Regions from separate parts of the Mus musculus genome. Here all the other regions are linked to region 2. A link is a contact called in public ChIA-PET and promoter capture Hi-C data. All regions are on one chromosome and are shown on one strand. The core of a region is the stretch at or near the end of the contact, and the rest is flanking DNA. Distances in the headings are between cores, read along the strand shown.

The links. ChIA-PET counts read pairs in DNA pulled down with a chosen protein or histone mark. Capture Hi-C pulls out chosen DNA fragments and counts their contacts.
Region 1: a contact with region 2 is called in a promoter capture Hi-C map of liver. The contact joins the promoter of Tsr2 here to the promoter of Phf8 in region 2. A contact is called at or near these places in 2 of 39 promoter capture datasets (the 3T3-L1 cell line and 3T3-L1-derived adipocytes), 1 of 484 Hi-C or Micro-C datasets (uterus), 2 of 115 datasets of contacts at active chromatin or transcription factors (astrocytes and memory CD8 T cells) and 2 of 9 other capture datasets (liver and pancreatic islet).
Region 3: a contact with region 2 is called in an RNA polymerase II ChIA-PET map of memory CD8 T cells, with 31 read pairs. The contact joins the promoter of Gnl3l here to the promoter of Phf8 in region 2. A contact is called at or near these places in 1 of 39 promoter capture datasets (hippocampal neurons), 2 of 484 Hi-C or Micro-C datasets (B cells and CD4 T cells), 2 of 115 datasets of contacts at active chromatin or transcription factors (effector CD8 T cells and memory CD8 T cells) and 1 of 9 other capture datasets (adipose tissue).

The regions. Positions count from the first base shown.
Region 1 is chrX:151,095,212-151,098,463 of GRCm38.p6, forward strand. Tsr2 (TSR2 20S rRNA accumulation) reads right to left here and starts at 1,332. Exons shown (of 5, transcript NM_001164578.1): 1 at 1,218-1,332; 2 at 954-1,044. The coding sequence starts at 1,301.
Region 2 is chrX:151,519,415-151,522,897 of GRCm38.p6, forward strand. Phf8 (PHD finger protein 8) reads left to right here and starts at 1,258. Exons shown (of 22, transcript NM_001113354.1): 1 at 1,258-2,023; 2 at 2,974-3,162. The coding sequence starts at 3,065.
Region 3 is chrX:151,015,493-151,018,747 of GRCm38.p6, forward strand. Gnl3l (guanine nucleotide binding protein-like 3 (nucleolar)-like) reads right to left here and starts at 1,830. Exons shown (of 16, transcript NM_198110.2): 1 at 1,709-1,830.

The DNA.
Region 1 (3,252 bases), core at 82-2,581, 420 kb before region 2:
AGGTGGTTGTGAGCTGAGAACCCAACTCAGGTTAGGAAGAGCAGGACGCACTTTTAACAGCTGAACATTTCTCCAGCCCCTTCTTTTATCATAAGGACAACTTGGGGATATGGAGCTTGAAACTTAGAGCAATTCCCCTGTCTCCGTCTCCCTGGTGCTAGAATCACAAACATGGCCCATATGCTAGACCTTGGATATGAATTTAATAACACTATAATATTTGCTTCTTTCATTCATTTATTCATTTGTGGTAGTATGAGTAGTGTAGAGCCTCACATGTGTGTAGTAAGCAAGCACTTCCATTGAGCTATATCTCCAAGTCTTTATATTATTTTTATTATGAGACAAGGTTGTGGTGAATCTGAACTTGAGGTCCTTTTGCATCAGGAATATGAGAGTACATGCCTGCACCACAGGGCCTGGCTGCCTTTTATTTATCAGAGGTACTGCTTTTAGTTTTGGTGGCACCAGGGTTGGAGCCCAGGGACACGAGCAGACTAGGAAAGTGCTCTACCACTGGGCTACACTCCTCACCCAACAATTTTAAAATTATATTTACTTGTGTAGGGAGAATCAGAGGACACCTTAAGCGTGTACCAGTTCTCTCCTTCCATGTTGTCCCAGCTATGAAATTCGGACTGTTATGCTTGTTGGCCTTTGTCCACGGAGCTGTCCCCCACCCCTCATCCAGCAATTTTAAGTTACAAGATATGACTCGAATAGTTCTTTTCGTCGGATCTTTCCATAACCATTTTAGAAAGTAGGAAAATGACTCTCTGGAAGGCAAAATGCGTTCTCCAGCATAATAGCATTTGAGTGTCATTGCCTCTAAGGCACTCTAAAGACACAATTCTGATCTCAAAGTCACGATTCATTCATCAAACGCGGGCTCTCTACGTCGAGGCTCTGCCACGCCACACTGCGACAGACAGCAACACCTCACATTCACTCACCATTGGCGATGAAGTAATCCTCCACTGCACCCCCTAGCCACTCGGCCTTCTCCTGGCTGTGCACGCCCCCGAAGCCATTCTCCACAGCGATCTGTGAACACAGGCCCAAGCCAACCATGACAGCATGGAAACCAGAACGGCGTGGCCTGCCGGGGCCTGGGAGTCTGCCGCTTACACCGCCCAGCCATGGCTCTGGCGCCTCGCCTGGTCAACTTCTATTTTGTCACAGCCTTAATCGTGACCCCCCGCCAGGACCTCACTTACCTGTAAAGCAGGCCAAGCCTCCAGCGCAGCTCGGACTGCAGCTCCGAAGAGCACACGCACATCTTCAGCGGCGCCCGCCATCATCCGTTTAGATCACGTGGCTCCCAGGCAGCCCAATCGCTAGGGCGACCTCACCAGGCAAAAGGAGCCAAAAGCCGATTCTCAGAACGTGGTTTAGTTTTCTGCCAATCTGGCTGGCAGCAAGACCAGAACAGTGGGAAACGCCATCAGTGGTAGATGCTACCACTTACCACAGTAAATCCTAATAATTAAAGGAGAACCTGGAGCAGAGTACTTAGGAAGCATAGCTGAAATAAAGAGGAAAGGAGAAAAGAATAGCGAGGGCGAGAAAACCTACATTTGCGAGGCTCAGCAGATAAAGGCAATTGCCTCCAAGCCTGAAGAACTGAGTTCAGTCCCTGAGCCCTACAGGATGGAACTAGAGAACCGATTTCTGCAATTTCCTCTCACCTCCACATGTGTTACACGGCATTCACAGGCGCAGGCACTCCCACACACAATAAATAAATGTAATTTTAATTTTTTAAAAATAATTATTTTATATATGTGAGTACACTGTCACTGTCTTCAGAGACACCTCAGAAGAGGGCATCGGATCCAATTGCAGATGGTTTTGAGCCACCATGTGGTTTCTGGGACTTGAACTCAGCTCAGGACCTCTAGGAAGAGCAGTCAGTGCTCTTAACCGCTGATCCATCTCTCCAGCTCCAACAATTCATTCTTGAGTCAAATATGAGTGACCATGTCCAGGATTCAGGTTGTCCAGAAAGATATTTTCTTTTGTGGAAGTGGTCAAATGACATTTTAGTAGTTACAGAACAAAGAAAGTCCTAAGTCAAAGCATTTACTAAATCTATTGATAGAGACTACAGGTAGTGGGATGAGGAAATTTCTGCTTAGGTTTCAGATACTGTCTGATGACATTCTTAGCTTTTGGATTCATAGATGCTCGCTGTTAAGTATGTATTTGAAAAGTTGTGATAACCACGAGATTTCTCGTTCAGATTCAAGGGAAGACAAGGAATTGTTTTCAATGGGATTAAAAGTAGCTCAAGGTCATTTGTCTCTCCTCTGTAACATTTTTACTCACCCCAACCACAAAGCTCCGTCATTTGGTCCTATAGAACGGTCCATACAGATGTACCTGTTCTTTTCTCTAGGAACTTCAGTTTCCACTGTGTAGCCATGTCTGGTATTGGACTCTTACCACACTCTCCTAAATTCTAGGACTAATCACACACCACCACACTTAGCACAGAATATAGATTTTTCTGAAGTTCACAAGAACATTCTCCAAGACACACCATGTAGTATTCCACACAACAGCGTTTAGTATGTTTTAAGGACTAAGGGCTGATAATGTTTCTATCTACCTTGCCAGCATACTGGGGTCCTGGAGTTTCATCCCAAGACCACAAAAGAAAAAAAAAAAAAAAAGAAAGACTGCAAAGCAAAATTAGAAATTAGTAAGAGAAAGAAACATGTGAAATCCATAAATTTGTGTAACCTTATGGACTCTATTTTATGGAAATAGGTCAAAGGACAAAAACAAAGGGAAATTGGAAAACACTATGAAATGAACCTTGAGTGTTGTAGCTGAAGTACTTAGGGGACACATTTTTAGCTTGCAACAAAAATGTTTGAGCTGTAAATATTTAGAAAGAGCCCATGGGGGAGATACAGCCCACCACTGCCCTCAGCAGTCTGAGGAGTTCTGTCCTCCTTCAGGTAAAGCCAGGCCTTTGATTACACTGCAGGAAAGAGGTTCAGGATAAGCCAGCATTGTGATATGATCATCCAGTGTTATCTGATTGTTAGGATCATTATGATATATGATAAGCAAAGTTAATGAGATTTAACTACAAGCGTTTAGAGAACACATTAAGCTCTGTAAGCATTTAGAAAAAGGAACAGTTAGCAAAGGAAGCATTTGTTCTGCTAAAGGAACACACAGCAATAAAATGACACCTAATGACAGTCTCCTATACCGGTAGATCAGTGCCTCTTTCAGCCA
Region 2 (3,483 bases), core at 8-2,507:
TTGTCACTCTCTTGCCCCATTCTCTCAGATGGTTTTTAAAGAGTTCTCCACCAGATAATAATCACAGCACTCAAGAAGCCGAGGCTGAGGTGGAAAGGAAAGGAGAAATGAGGAAACAAGAAGAGGGAAATTATTTTTCTCTGACAAGGACACTTTTGTCCCTGTATATGTTTGCCAGAAAACTGTTTTACACATATTCTTTTTTTCCACGCCACTCTTCCTCTTTTGGTAAGAAAATATTTTTTTCTAAAATTTCTTTATTTTTATGTTATGTGCTTTGGTGTTTTACCTGCATGTGTGTCTTATGTGAGGGTGCCAGGCCCCCTGTTACAGACAGCTGTGAGCTGCCATGTGGGTGTTGGGAATTGAACTAGGTCCTCTGGAAGAGCAGCCAGTGCTTCTAACCTCTGAGCCATCTCTCCAGTTCCAGAAAACAACTTTTAATACAGTTTATTCTATAAAGTAATGAGATCCTGCAAGAAAGTGATACAGCAAGAGAACTAGGGATATTTCATTAATGTCTGAAGAAAAAACAAAATCAAACAGTGCCACCTTAAAGCAGTCAGAAAATCCTGGTACAGATATATGGAAAGCCGTGAACTGATTTTTGCTTCTCATGGAATTGAACCTGCATGGTTCATGACAGAGACCCTGGGAAGAGCCTGCTGGGGGAAAGAGGTTTTTTTGTTTTATTTTGTTTTTTTTAATTCCCAGGCTCTCAGATCACTTTCCTTCTCTAAACCTGTTTCTTCATTTGGTGATAATCGCAGTTTTTTTCCTCTCACAGAGTGAAAGATTAAATGATAACTCCAACCGTGGGAAAAGGACCTCGTCCACTATCAGGGCTCAATGGACAGGAGCCTATCCCCCAAGGCTGAAACCCGCCCCCGCAGCCCTATGTAACACTTCTGCCGCCCGGAGCCACGGACCTCACCTCCTCTCGGAGGAGGAGACTAGCGAGGGGCGGCGAGTGCTAGGGGGGCGGGCGGAGGAAGGTGCGGGTTTGGCTTTTTTTTTTCCAACTCCGTGTTTACCCGGGGTTACGGAAGACTTACGCTCCAGGCCCCACTCAAAATGGAGCCAAACTACCGCCTCGCCTAAGATGGCGGCTCCTCCGCCTATCAGCTCAAGGTCTTATGCGCCATTGGGCCACCTAGACGAGGCGCAACATCCTAGGCTCCCTCAAGGTGTCGCCCCGCCCCATGACGTCACGCAAGAGCCGCCGGCTTGACGTGCCGGGCTCCACCTTCACCTCCCGTGCCCGAGCCTCGTAAGATGGCGGCGGGCTCGTCTCTTTCCCAGAACGCCGCCACTCTCAATATGGTAGCTGTTTACCATATCTCTCCACCCCTCTCCGCCTCAACTGCCTCGCGATTTTGAATAAACTTTATTGATTGCTTTGAATCTCCTACAACCCCCCGAGAGTGGCTTCTCCCGGCGACCTCTCCGGCGGTCTTTCTCCAGCCGCCGCAAGCCTGTCTCGCGAAGGGGGCAGCGACAAAGCCACTTGCCAGTGCGCCCGGCGGCCCCGACCCCGACCCCCAGCCCCGGCTGAGACCTCGGTCTCTAGAAGGCTCTGAGGGCCAGACGGTGGGAGGGCTGAGGTGGACACTGCCCGAAAGCCCCGTCAGAGCCCGGGCACTGCGTGACGCGGCATGTGGTTTCTAGGAGAAGGCAAGTCAGCTTCACAGTTTGGCAGCGGCAATCCCAGCATTCAGCGCGCGCCGCCTCGGGCCGGAACTGCCCGGCCAGCCTGTGCTTAGCGCAGAGCTGGGTTGCCCCGGAGCGAGCCCAGCGGCAGGCGAGTCTCTGGGGCTGAGCTCTGTTCCCTGAGGACTTGCCCCCTGCAGCCTCGGGCATGAAGAGAGCTCTGTAGCGTTTGGGACCGTGGACATTTTTTATCAGGTTTGGGGCATAAAAAAGGTTCCTGTCAGTGTGTGTGTGGGGAGGCGTAGAGAGCTCCTCGTAAGTTTTGGGGGCTGCAAGCAAGCTGCGTTCTAATTTAAGACGAGACGTCTGTCAGGTGAGGGGTCCAGCCGAACCCTCGGCGGTCGGAGGGGATTGCAAGGCAATGCCTGCCATTTGGAGCTGTGGAGGGGAAAACAAATTCTTCGCTTAGTTTCGCGGCGGCGAGGAGATTCTAGTGGGTTTCCTGGGGCTTCGAAGAGATCCTTTTCAGTGTCAGGGGGGGAGATGAGCTCCCTGTCAGCTTTGGAGTGGAGGACGAAATTGCGGTTTATTTCATTTTGGAGCAGAATGAGACTCCTTACTGCTCGGGAGGGAATGATACTGAGAATGACGAAAAGGATCATTTAAACTCTCCCAACGCGATCCCAGGACTGTGATTTGAGTTGGGTGCCTAGTCTTGTTTGTCTTGTTCCCGAAGGCTTTGGGGGGTGGGGTGGGGGGGCGTAATTCGGAATAACCTGCGGAGACCTTCAGGGATTTCCGCATCTCTGCTTCTTCCTATTTTGGGGGGCTAGACAGGGTCTCTGGTCTCTCCCTCAGCTTCCCTCTTCCCAGCCTCATCCTTTATGCCGCGGTTTGCGTCATAATAAAGGGAGCTGAGAGTCCTGGGAAGCAAGAGGGCAGTGAAGAGAGGGGGTTCAGTGAGGGATTAAATAAGCTTCCCGAAAGCTTTCAGATATTTACATGAAACCCGGAAAGAAGTTGTCACTGACTTCAGGGCCAAAGAAGGTAGGGGTCTGGGGGAGGCGTTTGGAAGGCAGGGCAGAGCAGATAGCAGAACGTTCTTGCTGTTCTTTCCAAGTGAAAGAAATCCTGAAGGGTGGGTGGACTTTCTCCACTTAACTCCTGCACTCTCACCAGCTGTGTTGAGTCCTGGCTCGGTTACTCCCTTTTTCAGAACTGGAGGTTGGTACCCAGGGGGTGGGGTGGGGGCGGAGACACGGAACGATTTGGAAACCCGGGGCCGGAGGAGTCACTTGGTAAAGAAGTGTTGTTTGTGTCTAGCCATCGTCTAGAGAAGGCGCTTGTTGCTGCCTTCAGACCCAGTAAAGCTTCAAAACTGGCACGGCGCAAAACGATCCAACCCCCTGTGAAGATGGCCTCGGTGCCTGTGTATTGCCTCTGTCGACTGCCTTATGATGTGACCCGCTTCATGATCGAGTGTGACATGTGCCAGGACTGGTTTCACGGCAGGTAAGAAGGGCAGGCCAGGCTGGTCAGGGAGCATTGGCCAGGTGTGTTGTTTTCACTTGCTCTCTCCTCCTCTCAGCCCTGTTTTCTACCTACTGCTCAGAAACTAGCCCCTCCGTCAATTTACTAGACCTAGGTTTTTCTATCGCTCCTTGCCCAACAACTAGGTCCTAGCTGACAGTGGTCTGTGGTTTCTCTCTGTTTCCCTATGTATATTTATTGTACTTTGTGTATGTACATGAATATACATATATATGTATATATATGCATACGTATTTGATTTTCTAGCTGCGTTCTAGCTACAAAGAAATTATCAGTTGTATG
Region 3 (3,255 bases), core at 580-3,079, 500 kb before region 2:
AAAAAAATCAACAACACCGGGGCCTAGCAAACACATAAGTGGATGCTCACAGTCAGCTACTGGATGGATCACAGGGCCCCCAATGGAGGAGCTAGAGAAAGTATCCAAGGAGCTAAAGAGATCTGCAACCCTGTAGCTTCAACAACATTATAAACTAACCAGTACCCCGGAGCTCTTGACTCTAGCTACATATGTATCAAAAGATGGCCTGGTCGGCCATCACTGGAAAGAGAGGCACATTGGACAAACAAACTTTATATTCCCCAGTACAGGGGAACGCCAGGGCCAAAAAAATGGGAGTGGGGGGGGGAGAGAAGTGGGGGGGGTATGGGGGACTTTTGGGATAGCATTGGAAATGTAATTGAGGAAAATACGTAATAAATTTTAAAAAAAATCAACAACAAAAATTAAGAGGCTGGAGAGATGGCTCAGTGGTTAAGAGCAGTTAAGAGCACTGCCTGTTCTTCCAGAGGTCCTGAGTTCAATTCCCAGCAACTATATAGTAGCTCACAGCCATCTATCGTGGAATCCGATGTCCTCTTCTGTCATACAGGTGCACATGTAAATAAATAGAGCATTCATATACATAAATAAATACAATTTTAAAAGTAGAGAAAATCTGAGCTCCTATTCTATGGATGAGGAGAGATTTCGAATGCACTGCATTGTAGGATGATCAGTGATATCACTGGCTTTCTGGGCTAAATGGGAGGGGGGAGTTGTCTGCATCTCTACTGCTCAGATGCCCCCTCTCTTGGTCAATCTGGTGATTATAAATCATTTGGAGGGTGGGGTTCTGTCTCTACCTCAAAAGGGAAGAAAATAAACCTGAGTTTCTCTACCCTGAGGGTCTACTTGAGAGGCATAGCATTATCTCAGTGGACTAAAGTCTGTTCCCAGGTACTGTAAGCCAGTTTGGGTGGGCCTTTACTACCGTCAGAAAAACAGCAATTCTTTATGGGGTAGCTATGGGGGTCTAATTTTCCATAATGAAGGGGGAGGGGTAAATCTGTGTGGTTGCCCATAAGTCTCTGTCTCCAATGATTTTGAGGGCTGATGGTGTCTGGTGACTGGTTACAAGGGTAAACATGAGAAGGGTGGGTCTCTACGTTAGGAGCTCTCTTCCTCTAGATATTACACAATTCTGAGCTCCCCTATCGCAGTATGGAGATGGACAAGCCCCGTTAAAGACCTATGCCTTAATAAGCCAGAAGTCGGCCTGCTCAACCTTGTATTGGAAATTATTTTCTTATAGGGCAGGGATGATATCATCCACCATTTGATGGGTCGACACACCTGTCTCCATTACGCAATGAAAGTATAAACGTAATAGACCTTCTCACACATGGATGGGGGCGTCTGTCTACATGGGAGAAATGGCAGTAATGCGAAATGACGCCCAAATATCCTGAAAGGCGGAGGGCAACCGACATTTTGTCTCATACGCATGGTCAGTGCCTCTCTACATAGCCAGGATGCATCTTTAGAGCCTCTCTAGGAGGCCGCCAGAATGCAGTTCAGCGCATCGCCACATGTGGAGCTATCCGTATCCCTCTTCCAGGCCCTTCTACTTTACAAGAGAGCCAGCTTTTCACCTCTCTAGTCCAGGATGGCGAGCATCTCTGGTTTCACCTTTAAAAAAACAATCTTTACTATACTGCTGGCCTGGTGAGCACTCACCACGAAAAAAAAGAGAGTAGTCTCTTACCTACACTTCCGGCAGGGACCTCGGAGAGCTGTTAGAAGCACAACGTCGCCAGTCCAGGAGTGCGCAGCTAGGCTCCGCCCAGACTTCCGGATCCCAGCCCAGCTCTTTGCTCCGCCTAATTTGCGTAAGACGCAAGGGCGGAGTTTCGATATAATTGCTGCGCCGCACAGTCCCGCCCCCGCTCCCACGCTGGCCCCGCCTCCTGGCTGCCGGCGGGTAAAGAAATAGCGAAGAGGGGGGCGGGAGCCTGGCGATGGGAGGGGGGGCAGTTGTGTGTATCTGTGTCTTGTTTGTGTGTGTGTGTGTGTGTGTGTGTGTGTGTGTATACTCATGTGGCCACAAAAGCTATTTGTAAGACGAACTCTTTTGTGCGGCTTCCTGGCTAGGGTTAAGGATGTATCTTCTCTAGTCTGTTACCAAAGTAATCACTGGCAGCATTAGATGAGGGTAGGGGGCAATAGTTTGTCCTCCTGGAAGATGGCGACAGACCGGGTGCGAGAAAATGGCCGCCGGAATCACGTGTCTATTTGGCTGCGTATATCCCACCTGAAATGAGTTCGCTGTTTTCAGCAGCTTTCCAGTCTCACGGGACTCTAAAGCATAGCAAGGCTCAGCCGGGAGCAGCAACCGAAACTCTTTGGAATTGTCACTCACCGGTTTACCCTCTTCTCCCTCATGTATGATTCCTGTGTCTGCAGAAAATAAACCTATCTCTAAAGCGAGGGTAGGTAAGGGTGTCTTTAATAACCATTTCAGGAAACTTCTGACTTGACTGGGAAGTGAGATAACCCTCCAAAAAGCGTAACTATTAATTTAATTCCTTCCTGGTCATTTACTTCCAGTCCTTTCCCTCTCCTCAAGTCTAAACCTTAAGGGTGGGGGTTGGGCTAGGTAAGGCAACCACCCAGAACGTGTGTTCTTCATCTGCAACTCATTCCTGCTGAAAACAAGCCCTTTTGCTCTCCCTCCCCTTATAGTACAGGATTGGCTGCTACCTTTCTCTCTAGACCCCAGATTCTTCTGGACCCCCAAAGTAGCCATAGTATTTACAGGCTCTATTTACCTATTGTAGCTCTATGAAATTTCTAATACCAGCGTTTTTATGACTCCCAGTTGAGTAAGAATCACAGCATCCTTTATCACAATACTACACTGTAGTAGGTTTTTTTCTTAAATTTTTTGTAGATTTGTTCTAGTTTGTGAGTTTGCTGTTATGTGTGTGTGTATGTATGTGCACCATATACCTTCCTGATGCATGTGGAGAGCAGAAGGATGCTTTGGATCCTCTGAATCTGGAGTTGCTGATGGTTGTGAGCCATCTGCATGTGAAAGCTTGCTGCTGAGCTCAGGTCGCCGGCAAAAGCAACAGGCTCTCCTAACTGCTGAGCCATCTCTCCAGTCCCTGTACACTATAGTTCTTAATGTGGCTTCATCACCACAGGAGAGAGGACTCCTCAGAGAAATGACAGTTCATCTTTGAACTCTCATAGAAACCCAGTACAAAACTGGCTGGAAGCAAATTTGTCAACTGAAATTAAGAGCTGCAC